Regions from separate parts of the Mus musculus genome. Here all the other regions are linked to region 3. Evidence: chromatin contacts called from public promoter capture Hi-C data. All regions are on one chromosome and are shown on one strand. The core of a region is the stretch at or near the end of the contact, and the rest is flanking DNA. Distances in the headings are between cores, read along the strand shown. Region 1 holds the start of 5330439B14Rik (RIKEN cDNA 5330439B14 gene). Region 2 holds the start of Kcnj8 (potassium inwardly-rectifying channel, subfamily J, member 8). Region 3 holds the start of Pde3a (phosphodiesterase 3A, cGMP inhibited).

Region 1 (3,670 bases), core at 681-3,180, 1.4 Mb after region 3:
AGCAGCCGTAGACATCTCACATCCAAGGAAAACGGCTTACCCCTAAATATCGCGCCTAATCTCAAAGCTAAGAAAGGCCAGACTCAAAGACAACTACTGTCATTGTCACATTACAGTTCTGAAAATCCACCCACAGAGATATTCTGTTAGTTCTACTATTCCAATATGATATTTCTCCCCAGAGAATAATGGGGATCTTTAAAAGAAGAAAGAAAACAGAAACTTCAAATAAAGAATCGTGGTCTAGTTGGAGTCTGGAAACCAAGCTTGGATTTTGTTATAGATTTTATGCAACCATGTATCTACCTTTCAGGAGTCTGTAACTCCTAAGTAACTCTGTCCCGATTTTTCCAGCCTTCACACCATCCTGAAAGATGCTTTAGTTGTTGTTTTTGTGTAACATAATTGTGCTCAGTTGGTCAATGAGCTCTCACTGACATGGTGGTAAAGGGAGGGTCTTTTCCACTGGTAATGAAGAGTCTCCACCACTTTTGCCAACCAATGAGAAGTCAGAGTAACTAAAGACATGGGCGGTGTAAGACTATCAATCTGTATCAATGTATTTTATGACCACTCTTGAACTTGGGAGTCTTCATTTTGACCCCTTTAAACTTCTTATATCATCTACCTTCTCTGGTTATGGGTTTGTTTTGTTTTTTTTTTTTAAATCTGCATCTGGTTGGAGATACAAATAATCTACAGCAGGGACTTAGATTAACTTGACAAACCCTACAGTCGCCTGGCTAGAGAGTTCCAGTGAGGGGTTATCTACACTGGGTAGTCCTTGGGCATGTCTGTGGGAAACTGTGTCCATTAAGTTAATTGATGTAGAAAGTCCTATACCACTGTGGGCAGTGCCACCCCCTAGGCAGGGGGTGTAAGAGTAGAGGAAGCAAGTGCGTGAGATTGTATTGCCCCCCCCCCCCTCTCTCCCTCTCCCTCTCTCTCTCTCCCTCTGCCCTTGACGGTGGTTATGATAGGACTAGTTCTTTAAAGTTTCTTCCTTGACTTCCCACAATGAGGGAGGCTAAGCAGGAATTGTAAGCTGAGATAAGCCCCTTTCTTCCCTCACTTGTGTTTTGATAGCATATTTTATCACAGCAACAAATCAAGCTAGACTTGCATACTAGGGCAATTCCGGCGCCTTCATTGTTATTTTAGGGACACGTCCATGAGGTACATGTTCTTATTCTTACTTTATAAGTGAAGAGGGATCTGGCACAGCAAGAACTTAATCTGGGACATGAAGTCCATACTGTGCCAGAGTCTGTGCTTATTCCTGTGTGTCACACAGGAGAGAAGACAGCAGTAGATGACTTAGTGGCTGACAGTTTTGTACTAACGTAACCCTCCATTGGCTTAAAACAAAAAAATCCACCTTCCCTTACAAGCTTGTCTGGATCAGTGAAGGACATCAGTGTACCTGGTCACTTGTCTTACAAAAAAAAAATGGCATTGTATAAATATTTACTATCCTGTGAACTTAGGTAGTTCGGAGGGTATAGAGAACACAGAGTGATTTTTGCTTTGGGGGCATTTTTGTGTGTGTGTGTGTGATTAGCTACAACATGAAAATAAATTTCATTTGGAACAAAACCAAACCTGATCTATTTTAAAGTCCAGTCAATGGAGGCCTGGTCCTGACTCTCCGTAGAAGGCTAGTTCCACCAAACATCTGCCTCTCCACGCGAAGCCTCCTGTCTGTTTGGTTTCCATTACGAAATCGCACAAGGAACATAATGAACGTACCGTCCTGACCTCCAGCCATCTGTTGGCTGCTGAGAGAAATAAGTAGGCAATGTTGTTCGTGTCTGTCAGCTCCAGCATGCGTTGCTTGAATCTGGTTTCATGCCTACAGAAAACAAAGACACCACAATGTTAGTCACCTAACAGGAGAATTAGAAAAAGCCAGTCACTGTTAACTACTGAATGGTTTGTAACAGAGTGACACATGGATGGGATGCGTGACAGGCGAGTGGACTCCAGAGTTGCTCTGCTGAGTTCTGGATAGAGTCCAAGAGGGCAAGTGTTTGCTCCATTTTCATGCTACAGCTATGAAAAGAAGCCATTGCGATGACAACTCTTCATTAAAAGTCACCACAGTATTGATGGATCCAATGTTGTGAGACTTGGCCTATGCCATCCGGGCTACAGAAATCACAGTATGTTCTACCTGTGTTTGAGGCATTTATTTCATTTTTCCAAATGATGTTGAGCTGGGCTGGATGAGAACCAATGGAGACAGAAAACCATACATTTACAACAGGTAAATATATCCCTTCAAATATATTCTTTTTCTTTGGCTCTTTTTTTTTTTAACCAAAGAAAGAAAGTAGGGTGCCAAGGAGCAGAAGATAGAGGGATCTTCTCACAGATGGCTGGCACAGCACAGGGTCTGTTTGCAGTGACCCTGTGAAAGCGAAGGAGATTTACTTTGGGTGATCTGAATAGAGACAGAGGGTGGGGAGAGGGAAGGGTCAAGCCAGGCTTCCCAGAGCACAGAAAAGATTGTCTTGGTATAGCTTTAGGGGTGAAGCTGGGTTTTGAGGGTGAACAAGGCACTGTAAATACTCTGAGTGGCATCAGAGAAAATCCTCCATCCTCTAGGGTTGGGAGATTTCTCACCCTAATAGTCGTGGTGATGGAGAGACATCAGATGTCCATGGGAAACTTAGGCTCATCCCTGTTGCTCAACATGATCAAACACAATTCTGTGTGGCTTACTTTACTAGCAGAACTAGCAATAACCTTCAACAAGCGTATGTCCTGTGTGAGCACGTCTCACCCTATACTTCCAACCCCTTGCACTACCATGTACAATGAATATATGCCATAGAAAGTTTGTTTTAAAAGTTAAGAAGACCCTTAAGCACTTGAACATCCTGGGTATGATTTCACACATACACACTAAAAAGAAAAAGAAACATATCTCTTCTACGTAACAAACATATCCTGACTTTGTAATCACTTTCCTTAAATAATAGACAAAACAGAGCTGACAAGCAACTGGTTTGAAAGTTGGTGCCATACCCAGCTGAGTTAGCTTCTTTCCTCCCTGTGGCCACAGCTGTTCTGACATAAGCCATCTATAGGTCATTTTGTAAGGAATTACTGACCCACTCACTAGTGAGCCCTACTTGCTAAAAGAATCCCCCCATTCCTGTAAAATCTTCCAGTAAAATTGCAAAACTTTTAAATAACTCATCACTTGTATCAAAGAACGAAGAAGTCCTGGGCGGGGTACATTTGGCCCACCATCAGAGTCCATACAGGCCAATATAAAGCAGATACTTGGTATCTCTCCAATCAATCTGACCATTCTAGTATGCCAAGCCAGAGAGATAATTTGGTGAGACAGCAGTGTCTGATCTACAACGATCAGAGTTTAGCAGTAAGAGCCAAACCATTACTTCAATTTGAGTTATGCAGCCTTGAACTAAATGCCACGTCCAGGGGGACCTATGTCAAAGAATGGCAACACCATGGCTTGGGACTGAACAGTCCAAGGAGCGTGTCTGTCTTCCACGTGACCTTAGGAGGGGTGACTATAGTGAGGAGCTAGAAGACAGAATGCCCTCTGAGGCCCTAGGATTCACAGCAACAGTGAGAACAAACTGTGGTCTTTGTAAGGCTCACATTTCCATGCTTGCCAGGAACGTGCCAGGTAGAC
Region 2 (4,132 bases), core at 458-2,957, 1.3 Mb after region 3:
TTGTTTCTGAACTGCCCAATGAAGACCCTTTATTTCACAATCGACTAGCTGAAAGAGCTTTTTATTTCTACTTTGCTGGTAACTCCATTTCATTCTTACCTGACATTGGTCACACAGACAGCGGACTCCAGGCCACTCTTCTCCATGGTGCCTTTCTCCATGTAAGCATAGATGTCCCCGTGGGCGAAGGCCACCAGCCACCACATGATAGCGAAGAGCAGCCAGCTGCAGAGGAAGGACATGGTGAAGATGACCAGCGTGTGACGCCACTTCAGGTCTACCAAGGTGGTGAAGATGTCCTGCAGGAAGCGACCTTGCTCTCGGATGTTCTTGTGTGCCAGGTTGCAGGCTCCGCTCTTGGCGATGAAGCGGGCTTTGGGGAGACGGTCGCGGATGCGCGGTTTGCGCAGGTTCTCCGCTGCGATGCGCGCCAGCACATACTCCTCCGGGATGATGCTCTTCCTGGCCAACATCTTCCTTTCACCATAGCCCGCCTATGCACCTGCCTGAACCTGTGGCTCCTTTCCTCCACACGCGTCCTCCTAGACTAGAGAAACGCTTATTAAAAACTGTCAACTTCATTTCCTCGTCTCAGGTATCTGTACAAAGGGATGCTGTTTTACACACATATTAAATTAAAGATGTGATCAATACAAAAGAGAACCCACTTTGTGTCTGAGGTCTGGGATCCCAGAGAAAACTTTTGATCAGAACCGGAGGAATCCCCCCCCCCCTCTCTCTCTCTCCTCCCTGCTCACTCTTGGAAATAACCGCTATAAGCAAATCTTTAAGCATTTTCTGTATATTCTTTTGTGTCTCGGGATTAGTCAGGCAAGCCTGAGGACGAAAATTAAAGGCCAAGTGGGTTCACTATCTACTTGCTAAACTATTTAGATAAAGTAGCAAGGTTAAAAGGAAAGATGGAGGGATTCTTTTAGTAGCAGCGAAGAAAACTGCTTCCTGTTCATTAAGAAAATATTAACTGTAATTAAAAGATACCAAACATTGCGTTTTCGAACTTGAAAATGATTGATATTAAATTGGAAGGATTTACGAGATGCGTTTTAAAAGGCAGCCAGACTCCCCGCCCCTCCCTCTGAACCTATATCATACTATATGCTGGAAAGTAATTTGCGACGCGGGGATTAGAGACACTGCTGAGGTCTGCAGTGGATTTGCACAGCTCGAGCCAATCTGGGTACACCTTGACTGTTTGGCTTTGGGCTGCGCTATAGCCGGCTTCCCCTCCTCTCCCCGGGAGGCGCGATGCAACTTACAGACTCGGGTTTGCGCTCCCGGCTGCGGCTTGAGCTCCGCACAGGGCGGGCTGGTCCCAGGCTCTCGCATCCCGGGAGCAGAGACCTCCCGAAGTGCAGATCCGGGGGATGTTGGTCCTCCAGAACTGAGTTAAGACTCTAGAAGGTGCGATCCATAGTGCACGCGGGGAGGAGGGCTGGAAGATGAGGGTTGGGTTTGGCTTCCCCCCTCCTGCTGCCGGGCCACGGGGAGGGCGGGGTAGGAGCTGGGGATAGAGGTGCTAGTGGCCATGCTCCGCCAGCTCCTCAGCCGCCTAGCTGGGGCCAGACCTCCGAGCGAGCCGGGGAAAGTGGAGGCGGAGGCCAGTCGGGGGAGCCGGGGAGGCAGGGAGCCGGCCAGAAGGGAGGGACCACCGGGGGAGGAGGCACCAGCCGAGCCAGCTCGGTTCCCAGTAGCCCGGATTCTGCTGCCAGACCGGCACACACATCTTTAAAAGGCTCGCTGCTCAGAGAACTTTCTGAGCCCAAGTTCACTGACGCAAAGAGATTTTAATTTATTATTTTTTAAAGTGTAACTTGCGGGGGGGGGGTATCACTGGGTTACTTCAGATGAAATAAAACCAGATAGAGAGAGTGTAGGTGTTTTGGGTGGGGTGATTGTGGGGTGAGCGTGGGGTGAGGGTGGGGTCCCTGCCCTGAACTTGTAAATCTATTCGTGTTAGAATATAGAGGGGTGGGAGGGCTGAAATCCTTTCGGAAAAAAAACCGATTTCACCAACTAAGACCAGTTTTCAGGCACTTAAAGTCACACAAAAGAAACAAAAAGGGAAACAAAGATAGAGACTAACAACAAAAACACCATCAACAGTCTCTTCCAATAAAGAAAATTTACACCCAGCAGGACGGCTAAGCAAAGTCCAGCACCACACCTGCCTTCGGGGCAGGCAGGCGCAGTCGCGGCTCCGTTTTGACTCTTGGCCGCAGGCCTCTCCCTCCAGTCTAGATCGTAAGAATGATAAGACTGCTCACTTGCGCACAAGAAAGATTATACAGTAAATGTCTTTCTATAGCTTTTGAGAAGGAGCGGGGGTGGGGGTGGGGGAACAAATGTGCTTTTTTTCCCCCCCGCCGGTCATCCTGCTTTTGGCGTTTGTATTAATGGAAACTTTAATTCTTGGAAATTTTATGTTTTCCAAGACTTGAGGGTCGGGAGTATCCGAAGTATAAACAGCATGTTAATTTACTAGAAAGACCTAAAATTAGTCTTTAATGAAGGAAAATGAAGAGCCCCCCTTCCCTTTTTCCACTGTGGGTAGATCTGCTTAACCCCTTGCATTCTGGAGGGCCTGTCCTGTCAGTGAGATTCTTTTTGTTTCCTTTGTTTTCTGCAGTAATTCATGTTGTAGCCTCATAGCAGCCATGCAGACAACATTTGTGCTGTGAGTTCTGCCACTGAAATACAGTTTGAAGTGCACCTTGCTGTGCAATTTACTGTCTACTAATTTAACACCAAAAACATTAAACTCTTTTTTTTTTTTTTTTCAGAAGACAGGGTTTCACATATTCTGAGTTGGCCTCGAACTTGCTGTGTAGCCTATGGTGACCCTGAACTTCTAATCCTCCTGCCTATCTTCCTTGTGCTGGGATCGTAGGTGTGTGCCATCATGTCTGGGGTTTGTTTTGTTTTGTTTAAGACCTTGTGCATAGACAACCACTCTACCAACTGAACTACACGGCTACTCCTCTGTGCTTATGTGATTTCATTGCTGTCCTTTGAAACAGGAAGTTGTTATGAAACCCAGGCAGACTGATAGTTTACTATGTAGCCCAGACACGATTCACATTCAAGGCAGTCCTCCTGACTCAACCTCGTGAGTGCTGGGATTAAAGTATCCAACTACTATGCCTGGTTATTAAACATGTAGTTTGTGTTTAGATAGCTAGGGATGTATAATCTGTGCCAGTGTTGATGATCTTAAGAGACAGACAGTGCTGGCAGAGATGTGATGTTGCTAAGATCTGACGCAATAAAGGACATAAACAAAACAGGAAAGGAGGAGCTGGAGAGATGACTCAGTCGTGAAGAGCACTGAATGCTCTTCGGGAGGACTAGGGTTCAATTCCCAGGACCCACAGGGTAGCTCACAACCTTCTGCAACTCCAGTTCCAGGGAAGTTAATGTCTACTTCTTACCTCTGTAGGCATCAGGCACACACTGGGTGCAAAGACATACATACAGCCAAAACAAAAACAAAAAAACAAAACAAACAAACAAAAAAACCCCACAGAAAATAAATGATAAAAATGTTAAATGTTAAATAAATAAAAAAAAAAATACAAAGCATGCCATGGTAATGGAGTCCCAAGCAGTGAAAACTCACATACCAGGGGAAGATTTGTGAATTGTTTGGTATCCAATCTAGTAGTTGAAAAACTTGATCTATTTGGAATATATTGAAAAGTAGGGGGTAAAATAAAAAAGGCATTCCATAGACAAGCAGACAGCCATGAAATGTGGGCAAGAGCCTTGGCACAGCAGAAATGAATCTAACCAGCATCCGGGAAGCACCCGTAAACCAGCAGGTGACAGGTCGCGTGCTATATTCCTTAGGCAGCCAGCTTTCTTAGCATGGACATAGTTGCTCCTGTCAAGTGAGTATCTTCCAGGTTCTTTGTAGGCACTATAAGCTATTATTTAGGAATAGAGTTTGCTGGTTACATTTCAATGTCAAGATGACTGGATTTAGAAACAGCTAGGGGGGCACATCTGTGGTTGTGGTTGTGAGCCAAGGAGGGAAGACTCATGCAGAATATGGACGGTATCTCAGCAGCTGGGCTCCAAAGCAAAGAAAGAAGAAAGGAGAACGTGAGCTGAT
Region 3 (4,147 bases), core at 844-3,343:
TGTCACTAGCTGGGCTTCCTAGCTCTGCAGAGGAAGCTCAGCAAATAGTAGAATTTACCACACATAAACAGTAACTGTTGACTAAGGATACTTGTGCTCTGGAGTTGGGGAGAGGGATACACTTTCCCCCAGTGTTCCATTTGTCTTGCAGGCTGTCTTCTAACTCCCAACACTTTTCCTGTTTCAGCTTTCTAGATCCCGGGGTTATATGTCCTGGCACTCCCAGATAGACTTTTAAAATTACTTAAAAGTTTTCTTTCTGCCTGTCTGTCCTTTTGTTTGTTATGTGTGAATATGTGTGAGTACAGATACCTGTGGAGTCCAGATGAGGGCATCAGATCCCCTGGAACTAGAGTTAAATGCAGGTGGCTCTGTGCCACCAGATGTGGGTGCTGGGAACTCCTTGGGTTCTCTGAAAGAGCAGTAGGGGCTCTTGATTGCTGAGCCATCTCTCTATTCCTTTCTCATCTTTTTATTCTTCTCACTCTATATTTCCTGCCTGTATGAAAAACAAACAAACAAACAAACAAAAAAAAAACTGGCTTTGTGCACTAGGTAACTCTGAGATTCTTCCATAGACTAGAATAGGTAGAGGTAGAGAAACACTAAGAAAAGCATGTTTGGGCCTTCAAGATGTCTCAGTGGGTAGCAGGGAAGGTGTTTACCATTAAGCTTAAAGACCTTAGCTTAGTCCTCTGGGCCTTGGAAAGGAGAGAGCTGACTCCCTTGAGTTGTCTTGTGATCTCTCACACAGACTTACACAAATAATTAAAATGTAGCTTTAAAAGATGGGCGTGGCTTCTCTGTGGCAAACAGACCTTCCACCTGGAGCAGAGTGTGAATGAGCCTTTGAGATGGGTTTCCAGCTATCCTGAGGGAGGGCACACTCTCATGCCCAGGATCTTCTCCTGGTTAAAAGCTCAGACAGAAGTGCCATTTTTCAAGAACATGAGCTAGCATGCAAGCTTTCATCCCTCAGAGCCATCCACAAATCCCAGCATCAGGGCTGCCAGGACCACCCCCACCCACCCCCTCTCTTTAGCTGGTAGGACCCATCTCTAGAAATGGAGTAGTCCAGCCCTGAGCAATAACTGCCATGCTTGAGCCTAGGGAGTTCCTAGGGAGTTCCCTTAAAACCCAGCAAGAGGCAGAACTGTGGCCCCTGCAGAGGCCTCTCTTGGAGTTTTAAGCACTCAGTTCCACTGTTTTCTCCCTTGCAAAAACAGCAGCCACCATGCATCAAAAGGAAAGATGATTATTTAAAGAAAAACAAGAAAAGGGCCTCACTTTCTTCCTGTTCCTACCGGTTACTCACCAGCTCACGGATCTCCCTCCTCCTCTCTGATACTGCAGCCTCTCCTCACACTGTGTTCTTGGGTGAAACTTAGCAACTTCTGCAATAGGTCTCAGTTCTTCTCTCTCTCCTTCCTTCCTCTCTCCCTTCCTTCCTTCCTTCCTTCCTTCCTTCCTTCCTTCCTTTCCTCCCTCCCCCTCTCTTCTCTCTCTCTCTCTCTCTCTCTCTCTCTCTCTCTCTCTCTCTCTCTCTCTCTCTCTCTCTCTCCTTCCTTCCTTCCTTCCTTCTTCCCTTTCATCCTACTTTTTGTCATGAACTGGGTAGAGAGGCTGGAAGGCTCTGCTTCCTACCTCTGCAAAACAAGGGGTCTGCATCCTGGGGCATCGCCCAAGCTCGGGGTGGGGGTGGGGTGAGGTCCGCCAAGGAGAGCAAGCGGGCGAGAGAGAGGAGAGATAAAGAGGAAAATTGGGAGAGGTAAAGAAAGAAAGGGGGAGGGGGAAAAAGGGGAGGAGGGAGAGGGAAGAGTCGGAGGGAGTGGGGAGACGGAGGGGGAGGGAGGGAGGGAGGGAGAGAGAGGGGAGAGAGAGAGAGAGAGAGAGAGAGAGAGAGAGAGAGAGAGAGAGAGAGAGAGAGAGAGAATGAATAAGAGAATATGCTGCGGGGGGGGGGGGAGTGAGGGAAGGGGGAAGGGGAGGTCAGACACCTACCGTCCCTGAACGCCCAAGGATGGCCTGAGCTCGCCCAGTGCCCCAGCCTGCCTCAGCATCAGCGGTCCCTGAGCACTCAGTGAGTTGAGCAAGTGTTAAAATCCCGAAGTAGGAAGAGACCCCGCAGGGTATAAACTCTGGCTGAGGGTGGAGCGGAGGACTTTTAAGAGAGAAAGGAAAGGAGAGAGGGAGAGGGAGAGGGAGAGAGAGAGAGAGAAAGAGAAAAGGAGAGGAGTGGGGGTTGAAAATTCCAAGGCTGATCCTGCTAGCTGCCAACTTGAAGTCTTCAGCTCGCACTCTTGAGTTCTCTGCAAGGCTGAAACTTCGCGTAGATCCGGAAGAAGTGATTCCGAGAGTGGGCTCGAGAAGAGCGCGGACGCGCGAGTGGGACGGGTGGGGGTTGTCCGCAGAGCATGGCAGTGCGGGGCGAGGCCGCCCAAGACCTAGCCAAGCCGGGCCTCGGAGGGGCGAGTCCCGCCCGTGTGGCAAGAGGGAACCACCGCCATCGTGGCGAGTCCTCTCCATCCCCTCGGGGCTCCGGCTGTTGTTGGAGAGCCCTGGCGCTGCAGCCGCTCCGGCGCTCGCCTCAACTCTCCTCGGCGCTGTGCGCGGGCTCCCTGTCCGTGCTGCTGGCGCTGCTGGTGAGGCTGGTCGGCGGGGAGGTCGGAGGCGAGCTGGAGAAGAGTCAGGAGGCGGCGGCCGAGGAGGAGGAGGAGGAAGGAGCCCGAGGGGGCGTCTTCCCGGGCCCTCGGGGAGGTGCTCCCGGGGGCGGCGCGCAGCTCAGCCCTTGGCTGCAGCCGGCCGCGCTGCTCTTCAGTCTCCTGTGCGCCTTCTTCTGGATGGGCTTGTGCCTGCTGCGCGCCGGGGTGCGCCTGCCTCTGGCCGTCGCGCTGTTGGCCGCCTGCTGCGCCGGGGAAGCGCTGGTGCAGCTCTCCTTGGGCGTGGGGGACGGTCGCCTGCTGTCGCTGCCCGCCGCGGGGGTCCTGCTCAGCTGCCTAGGTGGCGCGACATGGCTGGTGCTGAGGCTGAGGCTGGGCGTCCTCATGGTCGCCTGGACTAGCGTGCTTAGGACGGTGGCCCTGGTTTCTCTGGAGAGGTTCAAGGTCGCCTGGAGACCTTACCTGGCATACTTGGCGGCCGTGCTTGGGCTGCTGCTGGCCAGGTACGCCGAGCAGATCCTGCCGCAGTGCTCCGGGCCGGCTCCGCCCAGGGAGCGGTTTGGGTCCCAGTTGAGCGCGAGGACCAAGGAAGAGATTCCGGGGTGGAAGAGGAGGAGGCGGTCCAGCTCGGTGGTGGCCGGCGAGATGTCCGGCTGCAGTGGCAAGTCTCACCGGAGGACCTCCCTGCCCTGCATACCCAGGGAGCAGGTAAGCTGGGGCTGCGCCTTTGGGGTTGCTCCTGGGAAACTTGAAACAGTCAAAGTGCAGGGAGTGGGGCGCAAGCGGCCGGGAAGCCAGCCTGCCAAACAGTAAAACTTTACACTGTACTAAGAAAGATTTCTTTTTTCTTTTTCTTTTTTGCCCGTTCTCTGTCCCTTGGAGTAGTTTACAGCCAGAACAACAGAAAACAGGAAAAAGTAAAAAACAGAGTGGCCTTACCCAGACTTCCACAGCTGGGCCCTGTTTTCAAATCTCCTACACCTGGTTTTTGAGTCCCTGCGTTTCTTGAAGCATTTCTGCCCTCCCTGAATTTTTGGAAGTTATTTATTTATTGCAAGTGGCTTTCAGCACGTGCGTCTTCTATATTTCTGTGTCTTTAAAGAGATAATAATTTTTTTTTCTTATCAAGTGCCAGGTAAACAGTTACAAAAACTAGTAAGGAAGTTTCAGTAGCCAGGCAGGCATCCTGGATGGTCAGAGGCTGGACTCGCACTCCTGTTTTCGCAGTGACTCTTGTTTAGAGGCACAGCATCAGATGGCAGCCAGTCTGCTTTTAGATATACTTTAGTTGCTACACAGCACTGTGTTGAACTCTGAACTGAGGCTTTACACTTTAGGGCTATGTGTGAACTTTAGAATGGCACAGAATTGGGCGCAATGCTTTTATTGTTCATTCAGAAAAGTAACCTTCCTCGTGGGCGTTTATACACCCAAATGGAGAGGCAGACATTCAAGAGACTTCCTCAGGGTTTGCAGGAAGTATTGAT

Evidence for each region. Promoter capture Hi-C pulls out the DNA fragments that hold promoters and counts their contacts.
Region 1: a promoter capture Hi-C map of pre-B cells shows a contact between it and region 3, with 7 times the contacts expected there. The contact joins the promoter of 5330439B14Rik here to the promoter of Pde3a in region 3. A contact is called at or near these places in 2 of 39 promoter capture datasets (hippocampal neurons and pre-B cells).
Region 2: a contact with region 3 is called in a promoter capture Hi-C map of pre-B cells, with 4 times the contacts expected there. The contact joins the promoter of Kcnj8 here to the promoter of Pde3a in region 3. A contact is called at or near these places in 4 of 39 promoter capture datasets (cranial neural crest, embryonic stem cells, hippocampal neurons and 1 more).

What each region holds. Positions count from the first base shown.
Region 1 is chr6:142,612,665-142,616,334 of GRCm38.p6, forward strand. It overlaps 5330439B14Rik (RIKEN cDNA 5330439B14 gene), which reads left to right and starts at 1,931. Exons shown (of 2, transcript NR_037679.1): 1 at 1,931-2,266. It overlaps Abcc9 (ATP-binding cassette, sub-family C (CFTR/MRP), member 9), which reads right to left. Exons shown (of 40, transcript NM_011511.2): 31 at 1,750-1,852.
Region 2 is chr6:142,569,907-142,574,038 of GRCm38.p6, forward strand. Kcnj8 (potassium inwardly-rectifying channel, subfamily J, member 8) reads right to left here and starts at 1,708. Exons shown (of 3, transcript NM_008428.5): 1 at 1,278-1,708; 2 at 100-547. The coding sequence starts at 473.
Region 3 is chr6:141,247,176-141,251,322 of GRCm38.p6, forward strand. It overlaps Pde3a (phosphodiesterase 3A, cGMP inhibited), which reads left to right and starts at 2,094. Exons shown (of 16, transcript NM_018779.2): 1 at 2,094-3,368. The coding sequence starts at 2,415. Gm28523 (a long non-coding RNA gene) reads right to left here and starts at 3,480. Exons shown (of 2, transcript XR_378118.4): 1 at 2,002-3,480; 2 at 1-499.